Linked DNA regions of Sus scrofa: region 2 is linked to region 1. The links are chromatin contacts, called in public HiChIP or PLAC-seq maps. All regions are on one chromosome and are shown on one strand. Each heading gives the region's core, a stretch centred on a gene start, on an enhancer-like site or on the middle of the called end of the contact. The rest is flanking DNA. Distances are from core to core; before and after follow the strand shown.

What was found. HiChIP or PLAC-seq counts read pairs in DNA pulled down with a chosen protein or histone mark.
Region 2: a contact with region 1 is called in an H3K27ac HiChIP or PLAC-seq map of alveolar macrophages. The contact joins two enhancer-like sites. A contact is called at or near these places in 1 of 47 Hi-C or Micro-C datasets (epiblast stem cells) and 1 of 2 datasets of contacts at active chromatin or transcription factors (alveolar macrophages).

Annotation. Positions count from the first base shown.
Region 1 is chr3:127,636,362-127,643,071 of Sscrofa11.1, forward strand. No RefSeq gene overlaps it. Among named protein-coding and RNA genes, the nearest start is that of ID2, 140 kb to the left of the region's middle. Within about 2 kb of position 4,275, at least 12 of the 83 cell types and tissues checked have an H3K27ac peak or open chromatin away from gene starts, as enhancers often do. A contact at or near this core is called in alveolar macrophages, where this site is marked.
Region 2 is chr3:127,852,300-127,859,009 of Sscrofa11.1, forward strand. No RefSeq gene overlaps it. Among named protein-coding and RNA genes, the nearest start is that of ID2, 350 kb to the left of the region's middle. Within about 2 kb of position 2,827, at least 3 of the 83 cell types and tissues checked have an H3K27ac peak or open chromatin away from gene starts, as enhancers often do. A contact at or near this core is called in alveolar macrophages, where this site is marked.

The sequences.
Region 1 (6,710 bases), core at 3,025-5,524:
CTACACAGGAGAATTTGAATCAGAAGCATGGTACCCATTGGGTGAGTAAATTGAGAGCAGCCATGTCTCCCAGTTTCCATATGCGATCCTAGAGCCTACTGGGCTCATCTCTACCATCTGTTGAAACGTGGCTTGAACAAGCCCCCATTGTTAAGTGAAGGTGTGTGCCAAGCTGGATGGTGGAGTCCAGCTTTGGGGCGGTTTCTCACCACACAATTTAGCTCAGGTTTTGGGTCTGGAGTCAGGCAAGTCTTAGGAGTGCTTCAGTGAACAGCAGCCTTTTGTTCCTGGGTTTTCTGGACGTCAAGTGCCCTTCACCAGGGGAGGTTTCTGAGAGCCCTTGAAGATCAAAGTGAATCAGGAGGAAGTAAGCTTGTGGAAAGCTTGGTAAAACCCAAGCAGCCGTGGATTGTTGCCCAAGCAACTATGTTTGGGGAGGCCCTGTCTTGTTGCTAGTCTCTTTTGCAGGTGGGGAACCACAGCTTGATCAGCTCTGTGACATTAGGGGGTGATGATTCGTTGACCACATGACCATGGTAGGGCTGGGAGGAGACTATGAGTCTCAGGGCACTGGTCCTGGGATGTGTGCCCTCCGTCAACGATGGTAAAGGGCATCGCCCCCTTGGAAGGTCTGCCAGTGCCCTGCTGGGCTCCCTGGTATCAAGCAGAGGATTGAAGGGGATTGAAGGGAAAGCATGGGGTCCCCTTCTGCCACACCCACAGGTCCCAGGGGCAGGCTGGCAAATGTTTAACAACTGACTGATAGGAAGACTAAATGAAAAGCCCATTTGCCCATTTCTGTGGTGTAAATACTCTCACATGCCGATTCCAAGCTGCCCACAGATATCACTGAGGGCACATTTGGGAAGCGATGCTCACACCTGGCTCTGGCAAGGGGATGGGGGTGAGTCCATGCCCAATGATCTGGTCCCCAGCCACACCTGTCAGTGACATTCTCATCACTCATGAGAGAGGCGGCGGAGAGTGACTGATCAGCCTGAGGGCCACAGAGACCAAGGGGGTCCCAGGCTGCAGGATCCAGGGGTCCTGCCTTGAGAGGCAGTGACGTCACCCTGACATGGGTGGTGCTCTGAAGCCGCATGTGTTGGCTGTTCTTCAGAAGGGATGGCTTTAGGGTGTCCCCTGACCACTTCCTGTCCAGCGCTGGTGGCTCCGGGGACTCACCCCAGGCTGCGCAGCGAGTGACGGCTCATCCTGAGGGATGAGCTTTTGTTTCTTGGAGCTTCAAAAGCTCAAAACTTTTGTTTTTGTCTGAATAAGCTTTTGTTTCTTGGAGCCTCAGGGCGTGATGTGCAGGAGCTCTCCTCCCCCGGGGGCCAGAGGGACCAGAGGGACCAGAGGGGTGCTGGCCCAGGGCCTCGAGGGGACCCCAGACTCCCAGCCTGCCTGGGTCAGCCCTGCCCGGCCCTGCCCCACTGGACTCTCCCTCTCTCTCACCTGCGGCCCAATCCCCATTCCCTTCCCTTCTCCTTGACCAGGAAGGGCTGGTGTCCCAGGGCGTGCAGGGGTCATTCAGGGGTGGCCGCTGGAGTATTGAAGAAGTGCCACAGAGACCCCTCCCACCAGGGTGGCTGAGCCAGGCGGGCCCTGGGGTTCGGGGGAGCCTGGAGAAGGGAGCAGAGTGGCCCTTGGCCTTGGGCCTCTGTGACCATGGTAAAGGACTCCAACAGGGAGAGATTCCACCACGCAGGGAGGGACCCCTGGTGTGACCTTTGGAACTTATCCCCACCTCACTTTTTTTTTTTTTGGTCTTTTTAGGGCCACACCCACAGCATTGGGAAGCTCCCGGGCTAGGCGTTGAATCAGAGCTACAACCACTGGCCTAGGCCAAAGCCACAGCAACGCCAGATCTGAGCTGAGTCTGCGACCTGCACCACAGCTCACGACAATCCCGGACACTTATCCCACTGAGCGAGGCCAGGGATCGAACCCACATCCTCATGGATGCTAGTTGGGTTCTTATCCTGCTGAGCCACAGTGGGAACTCTCCCCATCTCCCCCTTTAAAAGATGAAAACATAATTATGCATGTGAACATGGCACATTGATTGAAGCACAGGTGCCAGAGGCCAGAGGGCTGCCCAGGCCGCCCCGATGGCCAGCTGTGAGATAGGAAGCACTCTTCTCTCCTCCCCCAGCTGGCTCCTTCATCTTCAAAACGCTAAGAATGATGGTGCCTAGAACCTACCTTGTAAGGCTGTTGTGAGGATGAGGGGACTGTGAATGCTGTAGTTATAGTCCTGGCATAGGTACTGCCCCTGGCAGGCAGTAGGAATTTGATAAATATCAGCTGTGTACTATGCTTTATATGATATACATTAGTGTTTTACATGTATATATAATTTATGTCAAATACTGAGGTTTATTATTTATTCATTGGCTGTGCCCTTGGCAGCGAGGAGGTTCTCAGGCCAGGGATCGAACCTGCAGCAGAGCAGTGACAACACCGAATCCTTAACCCCTCGTCGTCCAGGGAACTCCACTGACGTTCCTTCCAGTCTTTGGGGTGTCTGGCTGGTTTGGAAGGGAGAATCTGTGCTTGTCATCCTGGCTCCTGGTCCAGCGGCTCCCTGTCAGCCGTGCTCAGGCATGGAGATGCGAGCTGCACGGCAGCCAGGGCGCAGCCTTTCACACCGGGCCCCCTGATCTCAAGTCCTAAGCCTTTGGCCCCATCTCACCTTGCGAATATCGCCTGTATGACCAGTCAGGTGCACCGACTCTCTGGGGGAAGAGGCTGAGGAGCAGAAGGACTCAGCTAGGCCTCAGTTCCACTGGATTTGGGACTCCAGATCCGCCCCGTCCAAGCTCTGTGACATTGAGCAGGTTACCTCACCTCTCTGAGCCTTGATTTCCTATCCGTCGCAATGCAATGAACTGTAACGGACACTGAAGCTGGTGGTGGGGAGGAAGGAGGCAGAGTTGTAGATATTAAAGGAGATGTACCAGGCCCAGGGTGGGCACACAGCCTCTCGAATGCCAGCGCCAAGCTCGATGTTACGCCACTCCAGCTTCATCAAACCCTATGAGGAGTCCCAGGTCTTGGTAGCCCAGTGCACAGATGACCGACCAAGGCTGAGGGCCGTGCCCCCTGCCTGAAAGCTGCAGAGCCGGGCCTTCGCAGAGGGGTGTCAGCTGGGCTTCGCTTTGTGCGCTGAGGCTGCTTGGAGGCTCTGCTGCTACTATTGTGTCTCTCCTTTCTTTCTGCCATGTTTGAGGAACACAGCCCAAGAAGCATGGGTCACAGACCTGAATGGGCCCTTTCTTCCCTGAGGACACCTGGATGGAGCTTGGGGCATCCGGAGGTGGCAGAGGGACAGCAGGTGTGGAATGGTTTCTGTTTGCTTCTTGCTTCTCAAGTGTTTCCTCTGATAACATTCAGAGAGAGCAGCGCAGGCCGTTGCTCCCCACCCGGATGGATGGACGGACGGAGGCTGGAAGTGCCTGGCTGCGGAGGAAGAGGGCAGGGAGGGGGTGGGAGGAGGGGGAGGAGGGGCCGGAGGGGAGGGGGAGGGGGGATGGAGAGTTGGAGGAGGATGGGGAGGATGAGCTGGAGGACGGAGAGAAGCAGAATGGGGAGGAGGAGGATGGGAGGAGGGAGCGAAGAGGAGCGGGTGAGACGTGCCAGTGGCTCGGCAGTGCCTGAGCACGCTGTTCCTGAAGGCGTTTAGAAAGTCTCGCTTCCTCCAGGCTGAGGAGTTCCTGAGCCATTTGCAATGTAAAGGGCAGCCATCCTCCATGACGCAGCGGGTGAGATACCATCAGAACAAGAATATATTTAGAAGACAGGAAATGAGCCGGCCAGCCTGCCCTTGACTTTAGAGCAGGCATTGCCTTGTGAGCCACCCCCTCACGCCCCCCAGGGTGAAGGGGGAGGAACTCGCTCTGGCCTTGCTGCTGCTTCCTTTTCTCCTCTCTCTCTCTCTCTCTCTCTCTCTCTCTCTCTCTCTCTCTCTCCTTCTCCTTGTCGCCTTTGCTGGGGTTGTCCCAAAGTGATGGGGAGAGATGACATTTTGCTAGGAACTGAGTCATTTTGCTGGATTTTTTTGAGCCCTGTCCCTGATTAGTAAACCTGTCTCAAGAATGGGAAAATGCACGGGGCTATTTTTAAGTGTTCTCAGCATTAACGTGCCTAATTCCTAGAACAGACACATCAGTGTCTTTCTCTTCTCAAGTGTAGATAAGCACTGAGCAGCTGTGTGACCTTTGGCAAATGAGACTTGCCGAGCGTCAGTTTGCTCATCTGTGAAGTGGGGCTGACACTACCCACCTCGCAGGGGGAAGGACGGCCAAGCACCTTCCCCTCCCCCAGCCCCTGCACTGCCCGGGGCTATGGGCATTTGAGTGCTGAGAGTTCCTGTGAACTCTGGGGTCTGGGTGAATTCACCCATGTGCTAAACCCAGGTGTGTCTATCGGGTTAAACACACATAGCCTTTGGTTGGCTACTGGGGGAACCAGATTGAAACTTGTATTGAACTCACCAGCCAGGGGAAAGCTTGGCAAGTTCCGTCCAGTAAATCAACCTTTGCCAGGCTCCTCTGGGCTACCCTGGGGCGGGGGCGGGGGCGGCGGGGGGGTGGGGGGCATCTAGACAGAGAGGAAGAGATGCGACAAGGCCATGGTGGGGCCTTGGTACAGCCCCTCCCCTCTCTCAGCTCATGAGACCTTCGGTCCATCCCTGCCCCACTCCCAGGACGTGGTGGTTTAGAAAGACTGGCATAGCCTATCCAGAGTTTTTCCTTTTTCCTCTCCTTTTTAGGGCCGCACCCGCAGCATACAGAAGTTCCCGGGCTAGGGGTCGAATTGGAGTGCAGCTGGTGGTCCACGCCAGAGCCAGGGCAACCCTGGATGCAAGTCGCATCCTCGACCTACACCGCAGCTCACAGCAATGCCGGATCCTTAACCCACTGAGCGAGGCCAGGGATCGAACTGGCGGCCTCATGGATACTAGTCAGGTTCTTCACCCATCGAGCCACAGTGGGAACTCCCATTGGGAGTTTTTATGGCTATTCTCCGTGCAGATGTGCCCTCTTAGGATAAGCTGTGCGGGATGCGTTCCACTGCCAAAGGAACCCATCCGTGTGTCTAAATATAAACACCAGCGCCTCTCAGGGCGGGCTACCGGAGTGCTGGACGTGCTGCTTGGGGCTTGGCAGGGCTCCCTTCCATCACCCCCACAGCTCCACGTGGCCGCTGCTCTTACCGTCTCCAGCTTGCACAAAACCCTCGCCCCAGGTCTTAGAGCCAAGGGAGGGCAGCGCCGAGATTTGAACAGAGATCTCAGTATCCCTCTGGGTTTCCCAGGTCCACGCCTGTGCGAGTCCTTCCTGACCCCGACCTCACGGGCCACCGTGGAGGGATGCGATTTGGCTGTGGTCACGTAGCACCCCAAGAATGTTGCCCATTTGCTGACGGTAGCTTCTCCTCAGGGTCCCCTGGAGAACAGCGCTCTTCCGTCTCCTCTGCTATCCGTCTCCAGCATTTCTTTTTTAAAAAATTTTATAATAGCTTTATTTTATTTTTCTCAAAGAATAGTTGATTCACAATGTTGTGCCAATTCCTGCTGTACAGCACGGTGACCCAGTCAGACGTATATACACATTCTTTTTCTCTTATTATCTTCCACCACGTTCTAACCCAAGATTGGATAGAGTTCCCCCTGCTGTATAGCAGGAGCGCACTGCTTATCTATTTTTTAAGTTAATTAATTAATAGTTTTTTAGGGGTGCACCTGGGGCATATGGAGTTTCCCAGGTTAGGGGCGGAATTGGAGCTGTAGCTGCCGGCCTACGCCACAGCCACAGCAACGGGAGATCCGAGCTGCGTCTGCGACCTATACCATAGCTCACAGCAATGTCAAATCCTTAATCTACTGAGGGAGGCCAGGGATCGAACCCACATCCTCATGGACACTAGTCTGGTTCATAACAGAATCACAGGCTGAACCACAATGGGAACTCCCTGCTTACCCATTTTGTACGTAATAGTTTGCATCTACTAACCCCAAACTCCCCGTCCATCCCACTCCCTCCCCCTCCGCCTTGCATCTCCAGCACGTCTGAGGGCCGGGGGAAGACAACGGGGCTGCTGATTCTGCAGCAGCAGCTTCTTGTGTGAAAGCCTCAGAGCCCACAAGGTCTCCTGTCCCCTGCGAGGTGGTCAGGTGCTCGGGCCACGGCCAGGAGACGGCAGGAGATGGACCAGCTTCCGTGTGAGGGATAGAGAATTCCAGAGGCCAACGTGGGGCCCGCCTGGGCAGCAGGTGCAGAGACAGAGCGGGGATTAACATTGCCGTGGAATGTTCCACGTGCTTAAAGAAAATACTTTTAAGAAATTTAGCAGATTTATTGCTCCTCTGCAATATAACTCCATGAGTCACATTACGTGAATTTATATTATACATGAAATATAACACACAATCAGTATATCATATATTGTATGCTTGGCGTCTTGGTTGGTTTTTAGCCACACAGCTTTCTTACCAGAAGGTCAGCGTTGACCTCCAACCAGTTAGTGCAGCTACTGACCAGTATTTCTAAGTTCAGGGTGGGGGGACGTGGAAGCTGTTGTTGGGAAGAATCACAGGTGAGCCTTGACATTGAGGAATTACCCTTTGGACTACAGTCGGCCTCTGGATTCTCGGGTTCTGAATCCCTGGATTCAGCCAACCTCAGATCATGAAAAATATTGGA
Region 2 (6,710 bases), core at 1,577-4,076, 210 kb after region 1:
TCTAATTTTTTTTTAACTGCAAATGAATTCATGTTCTACAGCATGTATCTCTCTCCTCCTCCAAACGCATGTTCTATTTGATGACATTAGAGGATGGACTTCTGAGAACATTCCTAATTGCCCCTGGCTTCTCTTAGCGCAAGCTTTTCGCAGATTTTCAGATGTAGAAAGCAGAGTACATCATGTAATATCAGCTGGGGGAACAAAAGAGGAGAGGGAGACATAGAAAGATGAATTTGGAAGCAGAGCCCTATCCTAAGAGACCCACAGCCAAGAGATAACAGCTTCTGTGTCTTGTGATCTCTAAGAGTGGAGAGTATGGGAGCTCATTTGGCACACTCAACCTTTCTTCCAGAACATCACGAAGGATGGACAACCACTCTCAGGGGAAAGTAAAAGCTTATGTATTTTTTTCCTTTTAGGGCTGAACCTGCAGCTTATGGAAGTCCCCAGGCTAGGGGTCAAATTGGAGCTGCAGCTGCCGACCTACACCACAACTCAGGGCCGTGCTGGATCCTTAACCCATTGAGTGAGGCCAGGGATGGAACCCACATCCTCATGGAGACTAGTCAGGTTCTTAGCCCTCTGAGCCACAACGGGAATGCCTAAAAGCTCATCTTTGTATTGGGTATGTCTCATCTTGGAGGAAGAAAGGGGAACGAGGATGACCGTACATCTCAGAACAAACTTACCGTCGTCAACACACCCTCAGCTGACAGCATCACGGCCAGACATGTGAATCATCTGCCCTCACACCCTCCCAGCCACCTGCCTGCCCATCCATTCAACACTAACCTCAGTCCCCCCCTTTTTGGGAGGCCACTTTCACAGCATGCAAACGTTTCTGGGCAGGGATTGAGCCCACACCATGGCAGCAACTTGAGCCAGTTTTTTCCTTTTAACTTTCTCTCCTGCTACTCTAAGTTTAAAACACGCACTTGTTGGACATAAACAAGCACCGTATTTTTTGGTCAGCTAGGTCAGCAGGGGAGGAAGGGAAAAATCAGAGGTAGTAAAAGGAGCTCATTTGGTAGTCGACTTGAAAGGTGGCATAATCTAGATGGTGTCATTAAAAAAAGGGAAGACTTAACCATAGAACACGAGGAAAATCACTGCCCATGAGCCCACGCACTTCCCAGGGAAGCAGCCTCTTTCAAAAACATACATGTCTTTGGAAGAAGGTGGTCCTGCCCAGGAGGTGGGTGCTCCCACTGGGCCTGGGGTGCCTGGGGGCAGGGACATCTTGCCTTTCTCCAGACACCGTTGTTGTTTTCCCAGCCCCACAGTGATGTCAAGGGGCTTTCAGGAGAGTGCTTTGGCTTGTTACAAAATAACTGGGGACCACAATGACAGCCTGTCAACAGGCTTTTGGAGAGTGAAGCAGGTTTGTGAGCAGATGAAGAGAAGCAGGAGGTCAGGCTGGGAGAGCTACCCTCTTCTCATTGGGCATCTTCCTCCCAGCCCCAGTGGATCTCAGTCCCTTCTGGGCAGGTCATTCCCAAGAAAATGGTCCCGCTGAGTGGCTGGACAGCAGAGAGCAAATGCCATTGCAACATCCTTTGTGTCTCTACCATGTGAGCAATTGATTTAAAAATAAGGCATCTTTTGAAAGATGATATTAAGTGTTGATTCTTAAAGTATTTCATTTCTTTTACCCACATGGTCTATGAGAGAGTGTCCACCATATGCCAGGCAGAAAGGATGTAAAGTTAGATAAGATCCCGCCCTGTCCTTGACCTACTGAAGGCTTAATAGGAGATAGAAAACCAGCAAGTGTAGAAGGGTTCCAGAGGCCACGAGGAAAGAGGGAATGGGATGGGTGAGTTGTTCGTGGAAGGCAGGAAGTCAGAGAGGAATGACTTAGTCTAGGTCTTAGCGGATGAATAGGTGAGTTTGTCAGGTGACTCAGGCCCTGTGATAGACGTCATGGGCTGAATTGTGTCTCCTCAAATTCATACCTCGAAATCCTAATCCCAATACCTCAAAATATGCCTGTATTTGGAGATAAGGTCTCTCCAGAGGGGATCAAGCTGAGATGAAGTCATTAAGGTGGGACCTTATCAAATACAACTGGTGCCGTACAAGAAGGAGACATTTGGACACAGGACAGGCGCAGAGGGAGGTGACATAAAGAGACACGGGGAAGAGATGGCCACCCACAAGCCAAGGACAGAACAGCTCTTCCCCCTGTAGTCCGCCCAAAGAATCAACCCTGTGGACACCTTGGTCTTTGACTTTTGGCCTCCAGACCTGAGAGATGATAGACACCTGTTGTGTAAACCAGCTAGTTTGCACTACTTTGTAAGGGCAGCCCCAGGAGATGAATGCAATGGCACCAAACATTTTGGGCTTATCACCTATTACCCTCTGTCTATACTACCTAGCATCTGATTAAACTGTAAGTCTGGATTCAGTAGGCCTGAGGTGGAGCCCAGATAGTATTATTAACAAACTCCTAGGTGATGCCAGTGCTGCTGGTCTGACCACACTTTGAGGAACAAGGTCACAGAATTATGGTTCTAAAACCAAGTTTCGCATAGGTTTCCTAGGGAACCTTTAAGAAGTCCTGATCCAGGCCTCCACGAAGACCAAGGGGACAGAAGCCTCCGCCAAGACCAAGGGGACGCAAGACTCCACCAAGACCAAGGGGAGGCAAGACTCCACCAAGACCAAGAGAACAGAGGAGTCTCCTGAAAACCAACCAGACGCGGGACTCTACCAAAAACCAACACCATTAGAAGTAGGCTGGGGGCTGGGCCCCGTGTTTTCCCTTTTGATCCCTGCTGGGAAATCTAATGTGCAAAGCTGAGACTTACTTGACCTGGGGAATCACTGAAGGGTGTTGTTTGGCAGAAGGGACAGGCACAGAGCTGTGCACTAGGTGTGTCACGTGGGGCCAGGCTGTGTGGGTAAATGGCAGTGACAGTGGATGGGTGGCCCTTTCTACCCATCCTGTCCCACCTCTGAGAGAAGAACCATAAAACCACAGACTAACAAACCTCATAAACAAAGAACATGACTAAGGAAGGTGATTGGGACCACTACGGCCAGGGAAGGAAATAGGGGAAGGTTAACCAAAGAAACTGTGCCTCTGAGAAGGCAGAGAAACGCCACTGCCCAAGAGCCAGGCCCACTGGGAGGCTGACTCCTGAGGAGGCTAAGGAAAGGGAACTCTGGTGCAGTGTTGGTGGGACAGTCAGTTGGTGCAGCCACTACTGAAAACAGTGTGCAAGTTCCCCAAACAATTAAAAATAGAATTACCATGTGATCCAGCCATCCCACTTCAGGGTATACATCCAAAGGAAATGAAAACAGGACCTCAAAGAGATAACTGCATTCCAGGTTCATTGCAGCACTATTCACAGCAGTCAAGATATGGAAACAACCTAAGCGCCTATCAACAGATGAATGGATTGAGATGAAGGGGTACATACACCATGGAATATCATTCAGGTGCAGGAAAGAAGGAAATCCTGCCACTTAGACAGCACGGGTGAACCTGGAAGGCATCACAATAAGTGAAGCACATCAGACAAAGACAAATACTGTGTGGTATCACTTATAAGCAGAGTCTAAAAAAAAAGTCAAACTCATAGAAACAGAGAGTAGAAAAGTGGTTGCCAGGGTTGACGTGGGGGGAATAGAGAGAGATTGGTCAAAGAATATGGACTTTCAGTTCTCAAATGAATAAGGTCTGTGGAGCTGATGCAAAATATGGTGAGTGGAAGTGATAACATTATTGTAGAATTGAAATTTGCTCAGAGAGTAGCATTTAAATGTTCTCACCAAAAAAGAGAGAGAGATAAATTGTGAGGTGATGGATGTGTTATTCAGCTAGATTATGGGGCTCTTTTCACAATGTTTTTGTACATCAAATCACCCCAATGTACACTTTAAATATTGCACCATTGTATCTATTATATACCAATGAAGCTGAAAAACAAAAAGAGCATGCCCCTCTCCCACTTCCTACCACCTTACCCACAGCATCCAGTACAACAATGCATTAAGGTGAAAGATTTGTAAGGCAGACTCTCTGAGGGTCAGTGAAAGGAGACGCCACCAAATCCAAGAGGGGAGACAGACACGAGGACACTGGAGGAATTTGAAGCCGCTGGCACCTACAGCTACAACACTCATCAGACATGGCCCAACTCCTGGCAGGTTAACCTGAGGCTGAGATTGTTCTATGAGATGCCAACAGCCCATGTTCTTCCCGCTGCACCAAATTATTTCAACACCCAAGTCTCTAAATGATCAAAACAAAGATACAAGTGAGATTGAATCAGCCTCAAGACTTATGGATTTGCTGTCTGGTGAGTGCTTCCCATATTCCGGACACACATCATCATGTGCTGGCAAAAGGTAGGGAGTAATGGCTAGAGCGGAACTGGAGACCCCCTGTATCTGAAGCGTGTGTAGCCTGCAGCATTTTTGCAGGAGCTGCTGCTGTAAGAGGCAGAACGTCCTATTATTTGGTAAAAATGATGGGCTCCAAACCACGATCCATGTTTCCTCTCTAGCTCTGATGCTTAGACAAGCCCACCCCACACCTCAGTCGTTGGTAAGAGAGACCAAGCGTTTGCCAAGAAACTGCGGGAAATGGGCTTGGTCTCCCAGTGGCTCTTGACTCCGAGGAAGCAGTGCAGAAGCTTGTCTCAGAGAGAGAAGTGAGTTTCTCCAGCACTGGATGCAAGCTGACTTTCTCTGCCACTTCATTAAGAAAGAAGGACTCAGGTTTTCTCAGGAGGAGGACCCTTGGCATAGAGCTAATGGCCCATTGCCATACGGGTGGGGGCTATCTCAAGTCCATAGGCAAAGGTAGGTCTCCATGACTTTTGTTAGCTTTTAGGATTTTTCCAGTTAAAAATGCTCTGAGGACTTCCCATTGTCAGGTTAAGAACCTGACGAGTATCCATGAGGATGCAAGTTCGATCCCTGGGCTCACTCGGAGCATTAAGGATCCAGTATTGCTGTGGCTGTGCTGTAGGACAACAGCTGCAGCTCTGAGTCTTAGAATAGGACCTTCCATATGCCACAGGTGGCCCTAAAAAGACAAAACCCAAAGCAAAAAAACGCTCTGAGTGAAAACAATCCACACCATTTTCCGAGCACCGTGTAACCGCTCATCATTCGGAGTTCATGTGATTGATGTGTGGGACCACAGCCACAGGGAGCGAGCACCTGAGAGGTTTTCTTGTGGAGACCAAGATGGAAATAGGAAGTTTAGGGTTCAGGGGTTAGATTCTTCAGACACAACCCAGAGTGGCATTGGGAGAATCTGGTAGCAGTGGCTTTTCCATTTATATTTGAATCTCTGAAAGCATCTGATAGTGTGGCATTTATCTATTTGTTTGCTTTCTTGGTTTATTTGTCTTCCCCATTGAGCTCTGAGCTTCATGAGGTCTTTAGGGGCCATCATGGCAGGCTGTCAGCCTAGGGCTGGAGTAATAGCTGTGATGGAAAGGGGACAAAGCTGAGCCTCAGACGGGAGAACAGGAAATAGTCATTGAGAGGCTTGTAACATTGAGTAAATGTTTGGTCCTGTCCAGTTCATAGATTTCCTGGGTGTCAAAATTCATCTCATGTAGGATTCAAAATTTCATCTTTGGATGAATGTATTTTTGGATGCTGGACCTACTATTTCAGCAGGAAAGGAAGCTGAACTACTAAATTTAGTTTTTAGAATTCTCCTGTGGCACAGTGGGTTAAGGATCAGATGTCACCGCAGCTGCCTGGGTCACTGCTGTGGGGCGGGTTCAATCCTTGGCTTGGGAAATTCTGCAGGCCACAGGTGTGGCCATAAAAATATCAAAATTTAGTTTTCTAGAAACAAGGAGTAATAATTCTTTTCTTTACAATTGCAACATTCAGGAATCTATCACAGAACGGTTTTCAGAGTATTTGTTCATAAAATAAAACTGTTTATAAAGTAAACATTTGCTCTGGTCATAATACTTCACAGTGGGTAAAAGCGGGGACCAGCTGTAGGATAGATTCGGTCATGTTTATTCTTTTTATTTAATCACCAATTAGTGGGGTAAAGACCTTTCTGTCTCTGGCAAAAACCAGCGAAGTGCTTTCTGAAGGATATGCGTCCTTAACAGGATTCAGAGTTGAGCTTAGCGGGGAAGCTAGGTCTGTTTATTCAGAAGGCAGCTCATGACAGGAACGTCTGACTTCACCTCTTGGCCTGGCTTGGCCAGTGACCCAGCACCACTCTGGCCAGAAGGACCAGTGGCTGGCTGGGACGGGCCCCACGGCACATTGCCCTTGACCTCAGAAGAGTCAGACTGCTGGTTGTCTGTGACACAGCCCGCAGGAGGCAAGGACCTGAACTTCTGAGGGCCGCTCGTCCCCCAAAGCCGGTCCAAATTCGACACATGGACACACTCAAGAGCACATTAATAGGACAGTTAGATTGTATTTGATTAATGGCCCTTGGCAATATTCCTCTCAGAACTGCGCTGCCTGTACCAGGGCCCGAGAGGCAAGCGAGACTCTGAATTTGCTCGTTCCCTCAAGGCCGCCCCAGAAAAGCCGGTGGCGAGCCCAGGAGCTTGCCGACACTCACCGACGGCTTTGAAGAAGGAACACGATTCTGCTTTCCCTTTCTGAAACATACACCCTGTTGGCTGACGAGTCTCCTTCACTTAGAGAAAACATCATTGATAAATCCTGAAGCTAAATGTAGAAACTCTGGAGAGGGA